Regions from separate parts of the Anas platyrhynchos genome. Here region 2 is linked to region 1. A link is a contact called in public Hi-C data. All regions are on one chromosome and are shown on one strand. The core of a region is the stretch at or near the end of the contact, and the rest is flanking DNA. Distances in the headings are between cores, read along the strand shown. Region 1 overlaps FSHR (follicle stimulating hormone receptor). Region 2 overlaps LOC106014736 (a long non-coding RNA gene).

Region 1 (3,893 bases), core at 713-3,212:
TGGAAATCAATAGGAATTCTTCCACTGATTTTTCAATGTGTATTGGATAGACCTTTTATCACATGCATAAGCCCAAATAATGGGAACAGAGGTTAAACTAATCAGGAACATAATGATAATCTTTCTTTGGAGAGATGGAATCATCCTGATCAGAGTTTGTAACAAAAAAAAAAAAAAGAGTTGGCCTCACATTCTTCTCCAGCGACATCTACAATCAGCAAATGTACTGTACATTAAGTGCTGCACATCTTATCTAGCTGATAGAATCCACTGCAAGAGACTTGGTTAACTATGTTTGGTTTTGCTTTAGGGCCAGTAAAAATGACAGTCAGTGTCACTACTGAACCTAAAACGTCATTGTAAAGTTTCACATTTACCATTGCAGAATCTTTACCTACATACAGCTTTGTTTCAAAGGCCTGTATCATTACTTTAAGATCTCTTCTAATTATAGGTTCCTTGCAGGATCTCCATTTTTTTCCCTCTATCTTACATGGTAAAAGGTCCCTTACGTTTTTTAAAAAAAGTTTAAGTTAAGTTTAAGTTCTTGCAAAAATATGAAAGAATGAATGGTTATTGGTGTTACTAGCTTTCTGAGAAAATGTACCACTAATTTATACCCTTTGAGCTGTTGGATTAGATGTAGTGCTTGGTAAATGATCAGTACTTCTGTTTATTTCATCTCACTATGCAAGCACTTTTTTTTTTTCTTTTTCTTTTCTTCCTTATTTAAGGTAATATTTACATCTATTCTTGCAAATAGATTGAGCAATAGCTAGCATGATCTTGGTCATTTTCTAGCACTTTCTTAGTGATGAGAAAATGAACATTTGCTCTGAGTTTGACAGTTGCAAAAGACATCTATTTCCTGGGCTTTGTTTATTAGACTCTACTATTGAAAAGATTATTTAATGCTGCTTTTGGCAAAAGTCACGGTTTGTATAAGATATAATTCACCAAATCAATATTTAGGGTCTGTATATTAAGTTACAAGAGAACAAATAATACGTAAAGAAAGTACAGAAAGACACAACTAACTTATTATCTGCCTTTGTGTATGCCTTTTGATTTTCCTGCTTCCTTCATTCAAGGGTAATTACCTGAAACACACAGGTGTTTCAGATGCTTATTCATTTATTTGGCATAAGTAGCCTCTGACATAGTGAGTATGGCTACTTTAGCATTAGGATGGCAGGAACTGGTCTGACACCTTCTTTTCCCCAGAAATTATTTTCAGCTACCACTTTTTCAATAAGATCCACGGACTTTTCTTTTTAAATAAACAAGAGGGAATAACATTTGGATGAACATGCAAACCAAGCATAATTTGGAAGTGTGCTGTAAGGCATGCTAACACAGAAGCAGGGTCATCGGATTCTGTGGCAGCAGCTACTGAAATATGGATGCTGTTGGAAGGGCTCAGTGCCACAGAAACTCCTACAATGATGTTATACTTAATGCCAAAGGTGAAATTTAGGCCTCCATCTATTCTAGGTGCACTGTCTTTAGTCTTTGGAGTGTTTTAAGAAAAGCAGTTGACATCACATTGAATATTAAAGCTTCTGGATCTTGTGGGTTTCTAAGGTTGAAAGCCCACATGAATCCATAGAGTTTGGACCCATGAAATACTGAGTATTTCTATTCAACATAAGCTAAAGCCCAGAGATGTTGTTCATAAAAGTAGGATACCAGCATAAAGTGCTTTACAGAAATGTATAAATTCCTTTATAGAGAACAGCAGCCTGCTAGTCCTTCAAAAGCAAAGGTTAGCAAGCTTTCTGAGGAACACAGAAATCTTCAGGTAGGTGCAAGCAGGAACTTCTGAAGCAACCCCTGCCTCATTCCCTATTTTAGCTGATAATCACAACTACGTTTCTTCAGCCTGGAGGACACCAAGCTGATGAACCTATGCCTAGAACCAAGGCCGCCTCTTGGCAGCCTGACACAGACAAAAAAAAAAAAAAAAAAAAAAGCCTTGAACAAAGAGCCACATTCCCTGTTTTCTAGTACCATACAGCACTTCATCCAGACAGTTCATACCTATGACAGACAAACAAAATGGCAAGCAGCAGTTGCTGCAAGTCCACAGCCTGAATCTACAAGGCTGTCCCTGCTAGACCAGGACACCAGGACACCCAAGGGAAAGTACTCTCTGACAGGTGCTTCATTGAGACTCATATCTCAATGTCCAGGCTGTACAGTCTTCCTGTAAAGTCCTAGAATAATGCACTCTGAATTCTGTGGTTTCAGCCACAACAATATAACATCGCAAAAACATACATAAAAATGAAGGAAGACAAAGTAATCTTATTTGCAACATTAACACTATGTACCTTTTACAAAAATATATCCTGTACATTTATTCACGTATTTATGAAGGGCTATAGCTAAGAAACTGCACAAAGATAGTAGCTAAACTCATAATGGATGAAAACCTGTCAATTAGTACTCTGTATGCAGATGTAATGAGTTTTGAGAAAGGCTGTAGAAGTTGTTCACCTCAATTTTAGTAAAGCATTTGAGGCTGTCTCCCACAGCATTCTCCTGCAGAAGGTGGCTTAGGGAGGTGTACAGTTCACTGGGTGAAGGACTGGCTGGATGGCCAGGCTCAAAGATTCATAATGAGTAGAGTTCAACCCAGTTGGAGGCCAGTCACAAGAGGCATTCCCCAGGGCTCAGTCTTGCAGCCAGTTTTGTTTATCATTTTTATCCATGATCTGGATGAAGGGATTGAGTATATCCTCACTAAGTCTGCAAATGACAACAGGCTGGGTGGGAGCATTGATCTACATGAGGGTAGGAAGGCTCTGCAGAGGGATCTGAATAGGCTAGATCAATGGGCTGAGCCTGATCAGATGAAATTCAACAAGGCTAAATGCTAGGTTCTGCACTTGAGTCATAACAAACCCAGGCAGTGGTATGGGCCTGGGGAAGAGTGGCTGAAAAGTAGCCCAGCAGAAGAGCATCTCAGGGTGTTGGTCAAAAGCCAGATGAACATGAGCCAGCAGTATGCCCAGCTGGCCAAGAAGGCCAGTGCCATCCTGGCTTGCATCAGAAATGGTGTGGCCAGAAGGACTATGGAAGTGATCGTCCTCTGTACTCAGCACTGGTGAGACCACATCTCCAGTACTGTGTTCAGTTTTGGGTCACTGACTACAAGAAAGATACTGAGTTGCTGGAATGCTTTCAGAGAAGAGCAATGAAGCTGGGGAAAGGACTAGAAACTATGAGGACATGAGAAGTGGCTGAGGGAACTGGGATTGTTTAATCTGGACAAAGAAGTCTGACGGCAGACCCCATTGCTCCCTATAACTACCTGAAAGGAGGTTGTAGTAAGGTGGGTGGGTGTCGGTCTCTTCTCAGATGACAAGTAATAGGATGTGAGGCAATGACTTTGAGTGAGGGGATGTTTAGATTAGATGTCAGGAAGAATTTCTTCATAGGGAGGGTGGTCAAGCATTGGAATGGGCTGCCCAGGGAAGTGGTGGCATCCCCATCCCTGGAGGTATTCAAGAGATGACATAGGACTAAGGGATGTGGCTTAACGATGGGACACAGTAATTTAGGTTGATGTCTGGACTTGATGATCTTGAAGGTCTTCTCCAACCTAAATGGTTCTATAACAGATCCAATAATTATCTGTAACTGAAATGCTCACAAAAATCTCCACCTCAGCTGTCTTGAAATTAGACTGTAGCACTACTGTGCAATGCTGCTCTTCTAGTGAAGTGACAGAAACTGATACAAGGAAAGCACACAAGAAATTGGAAAATGTAATGATGCACTGGTAGCATGTCAGTATAAATACACTTGAGGAAAAAAAAACCCTGAAATTGTATATACATTGCTTGAACATTATGACTCCTTATTTAGGAGATCCAAAACAGCGGGCC
Region 2 (3,893 bases), core at 1,010-3,509, 150 kb before region 1:
TATTATTAGTACTCAAGGTAATAAGGCTTGGTAGATGATTAAATGTAAATACGTAGTACAAAAATGTTTCAGGTTAATAAACAATTTCCAATACAGAAATACCCCATGACAATAAAGTGAAATCAAGGAATGCTAATTGTACAAGTAGAAGTTGAGAGGTGTCGGGAAAGCGCAGGTCTGCTGAAAGTGGGTGAAAAACATCTGCCCTTTTACTTTGCTTTGATTTGCTAATGATTTCTTTGTGATCCATGTTACACTTGTGCCTAGGAACATTCAGTGTGGGATGCAGACCTAGCGTACCAAAGTGCTGTACAAACAGATCTTGGTGAGCACTTGGAAGTACAGAAGGGAGATAATAGGCAGAAGTGTTAGGCAGAGAAGAGATCGTTTGGGAGTCAGTGCCTGTGTGTGAGAACAGCTTAATTCTAGCTGTGACTTTTTTGTCCTTCTGTCCATCCTAAGACTTGTAGAAAAGTCTTAGGATGGGATTTCAATGTGGACCATGTAGTGGCTTCTGGTGTGGTATATATTGGAGAAAGTATGGAAGTGCACACTTAAAAATGAAGTGGTTTGCTGCTAACAGCTGGTATCACTGACTTGCAAGTCATATGGATGCTGAGCTTGTGGGTCAGTAAGGTAAAAGAGAGAGTAGAAAAATAACCTTGATGTAGGAAACAAAGGGCCTGAAAACCGAAGAGAAGTGGTTACTGTTTGATAGGACAGAGAGGTACCTAATAAAGTGTCTGAGCATCCCATTGTCTGGAGGCTTAGTTTCTAGAATAATTTAGGACAACTAAGGGATTGTCTGCATTGTACCAGCTTAAAATAATTGTACTGGGATTTCTCTGAAGTTTAGAGGTGCCACCATACGGTAGTGGCACTATAGGCGTGGGCAGCACATCCCATCGGATGGCACTGGGGGATAGTGGGACACAGCTCCTCATGCAGTCTGGGGATTCCCTAGGTGATGCTTGCTTCTGTTGCCTTGGTGCAGCAGGCTGGCACTGGGGAAAGGGGAAAAAGCCAGAACAAAGAATCTGGACTATAGGCTTCTGAGTGAATGAGTTTAACCTCAACCTGTAAATCTGGTTTTATCTCCAAAATAAATAGATTTCATGGTGTGTAAAAAGAGTAAAATTCTGACTGTAAAACTAATCTTCAGACTTTATAGTGCTGCTTATTACATAAAATCATCAATTTAAACAGTTTCTTTTCTTTCTTTCTTTTGATTTTCATAGTGTAAGAGTCAGATCAGAGTTGACTGAATAATTTCTTCATTTGGTTGCACTAATGTAAATACCAATTAAATGAATGTACAAATCTGTTTTCATATAGCTGTGAGCAGAACTTGGCCCAGAAAATCATCAGTTGACTCCACACTGGCAGACTCTTATGTTTTGTCTATGATTTAGGAGGAGCAGTATAAATCAAATCAACTTTTTATCTGTCAAGAAGTGGCCTAGGATTGTGTTGTCTGAAGCCTCATGTGGTAGGAGTTGCTTCTCTTTGCAAGCTTGCTCAGACTATTTCTCAGGATGGAAGGTCCACAGAGCTTATAGACAAGAGAGACTACTCTGGGGAAAGGCAGATACACTCTTTGGGGTCTGGTCAGAGCTGCTAGATGCTAGCTTTGGGCAGCTGAACATTATGGCAAGTGTGCTGCAGTCTACAGCTCCCACTGGTCTGACAACATGAAAAATCATGTGAACTTCCCTCATCTGCTTCAGTAAGGAGTCTGCAGTAAGCTTTACCTAGGTGGCCAAATCAAAATAGAATGTCTATGATCTTTTTTTTTTTTTTTTCTGGCTGTACTCATAAAGTGAGGTAGAAACTTGCAGCAGAAAGGCAACAACGAGCATGTGGTGATGCAAACAGATGAATGTGCACGTTGTCCGTTTGTTTCTATGCCAGTAAACTACTTGTTTCATGTGCTGTTACTGCTGTTACCTCTCACTGTGTCTCTTAAAGGCAGCAATGGCTGAATCTCATCTCTCTGTGACTGTTGCCTTCCTGCTGTCTGAAGATGTGTGTGGCAGTAGTTTTTTATTCTTTCCTTCTTTCCTTTTTTTTTTTTTCCCCCCCCCCCACATCTCTCCTCCCTTCATATCGCTAGATTTTGGTTGGGATCATTTTGACCTGATTATCTCCTTTGACTTCTCAGCACAAAGTTTTGCAATGCCTGTGGGTTATAATCCTATCTCTGTTATGGCTGGTGAAGTCTCTGGATAGCCACAAGAAAAAGGCTATATTTAACTAAACTCTGAGCAACCATTCTTGTGCAACATTGCAGTACACTGCCACTCTCCAATATCTCTGGAGCTCTTCCCTGTAGGATAGCATCCCTATTTCCCTATAATTCGTTATGATCCATGGCTGCCAGTAGCTAAACAGCATAAACATGGGTTGTCTAGACTCAACAGTAACGTTATGCAGCTCTGTCATCTCCATAACTTAGCAGGCAATCTGGTGTCCTTTGTATCATATAGATATGCTTCTTGCACATATATCATCTTTTTGAGGTGTCAGTACAATCTTCCCAGATAACGTGAACACATTCATGGGATGTTTCAGGAACTGATGTTTCTGTTTGTGGTGTTCTTTTTTATAAGAGAAGAGTGACTCTTAGCTGAAGAAAGAGAGGGAGGTTCATCTTGGTGTGAACACAGATGACCCAGGTTGCTTGGGCATGTTGTGTGGCTCTGCCAGACGCTTCAGTGTGGTCATCTTTGAATCTATCATCTGAATTCTTTCTCTTTGTCAAATGAAGATTGCAATTCTTCCTTTGTACCATCCATTTAGAATATATCTCATGTTCTTTGAAGAAACTACCACAATGTTGCCTTGGCATTAGCTTGAATATTCAAGGTGCTGATATTAAAAAATAAATAAATGTGGATTTCATACATTATGTCACAAGTCTGTCTTCTTGAAAGAGAAGAATGTCCAGCTCCTCTGTCACTTTGTGTTGTATAGTCTACTCAAAGGCTCCAGTGGTGATCTTTATGCCATATTGCAGGGGCTGCACACACAAAAGATCTTAAACATCATGTCTTAATTTTCAGTGGTCCTTGTGCAAATTTATACCATACTTGTTCCACTGACTGCCTTAGTGATGTTCTCAGTCACTGAAGTTGCAGTGTGACTCTCTGTGGCATTGGGCTTGTGCTTTCTTCTCATATGGTGTGGCAGGAGAGCTGCTTCTGCCCAGGGGCAGAGAGGTGCTGCATGTGGTAACCCCCTTCGTGGAAGGATATAATGGTAAATTGAAAAGGGGGGAAAAAAGCCTCTGGCAGTGAGCATGGACTGGGACTTTTGAAGCAAGTGATGGTTTTCAGAGATCAGATCTGTCAACAAAATATAGAAAACCAGGGCAGAGCGAGCAGAGAGGTCCAGAGCAGTAGGAAAGGAACATCTGTGAAACTGTGGCTGTCAAACATTTAAAAAGAAATTTTTAGAAGTTTGGAGATAATTACAGTCAATAAACCACTGCAAGTTAATGCTGGCTAAAGATCTGAGCTGCACTCCTTAATTAGGAGTCTCTTTGGTTAATGAGGATCTCTTCTTACTGACTGGCAAAACTACAGTGGTGAATGGGGCTTGCTCTTGATGCCAGTTCATTGTGGCAGAAGGAGGGACTCACTGGAGTCAGTGAAGTTAGTGTCTAATATCAGTGCCTTATCTGACTCACAGTTGTTGGCTTCTTTCTCTGGCTTTGTTGCAAGCCAGATTTTTGAGGAAAAGGGAAAAACACAACATCATAAAAAAAAAAAAAAAAAAATCCCCATGTCTTTAATTCTGAAGAACTTACATTTTTAATTGCTCTTCTAGATACAATGTTTTCACTAAAATGTTGAAATTCGCTTTTCCTAATAAGCAGTGAAGCTACGCCAATA

What was found. Hi-C and Micro-C count contacts between places; a contact is called where the count stands out from the background.
Region 2: a Hi-C map of F5 follicle shows a contact between it and region 1, with 5 times the contacts expected there. The contact joins two enhancer-like sites. A contact is called at or near these places in 2 of 8 Hi-C or Micro-C datasets (F5 follicle and small yellow follicle).

What each region holds. Positions count from the first base shown.
Region 1 is chr3:18,062,825-18,066,717 of IASCAAS_PekinDuck_T2T, reverse strand. All of the region lies in intron 1 of FSHR (follicle stimulating hormone receptor), which reads right to left. Among named protein-coding and RNA genes, the nearest start is that of FSHR, 87 kb to the right of the region's middle. Within about 2 kb of position 1,962, at least 4 of the 8 cell types and tissues checked have an H3K27ac peak or open chromatin away from gene starts, as enhancers often do. A contact at or near this core is called in F5 follicle and small yellow follicle, where this site is marked.
Region 2 is chr3:18,214,992-18,218,884 of IASCAAS_PekinDuck_T2T, reverse strand. All of the region lies in intron 3 of LOC106014736 (a long non-coding RNA gene), which reads left to right. Among named protein-coding and RNA genes, the nearest start is that of GTF2A1L, 56 kb to the left of the region's middle. Within about 2 kb of position 2,259, at least 4 of the 8 cell types and tissues checked have an H3K27ac peak or open chromatin away from gene starts, as enhancers often do. A contact at or near this core is called in F5 follicle and small yellow follicle, where this site is marked.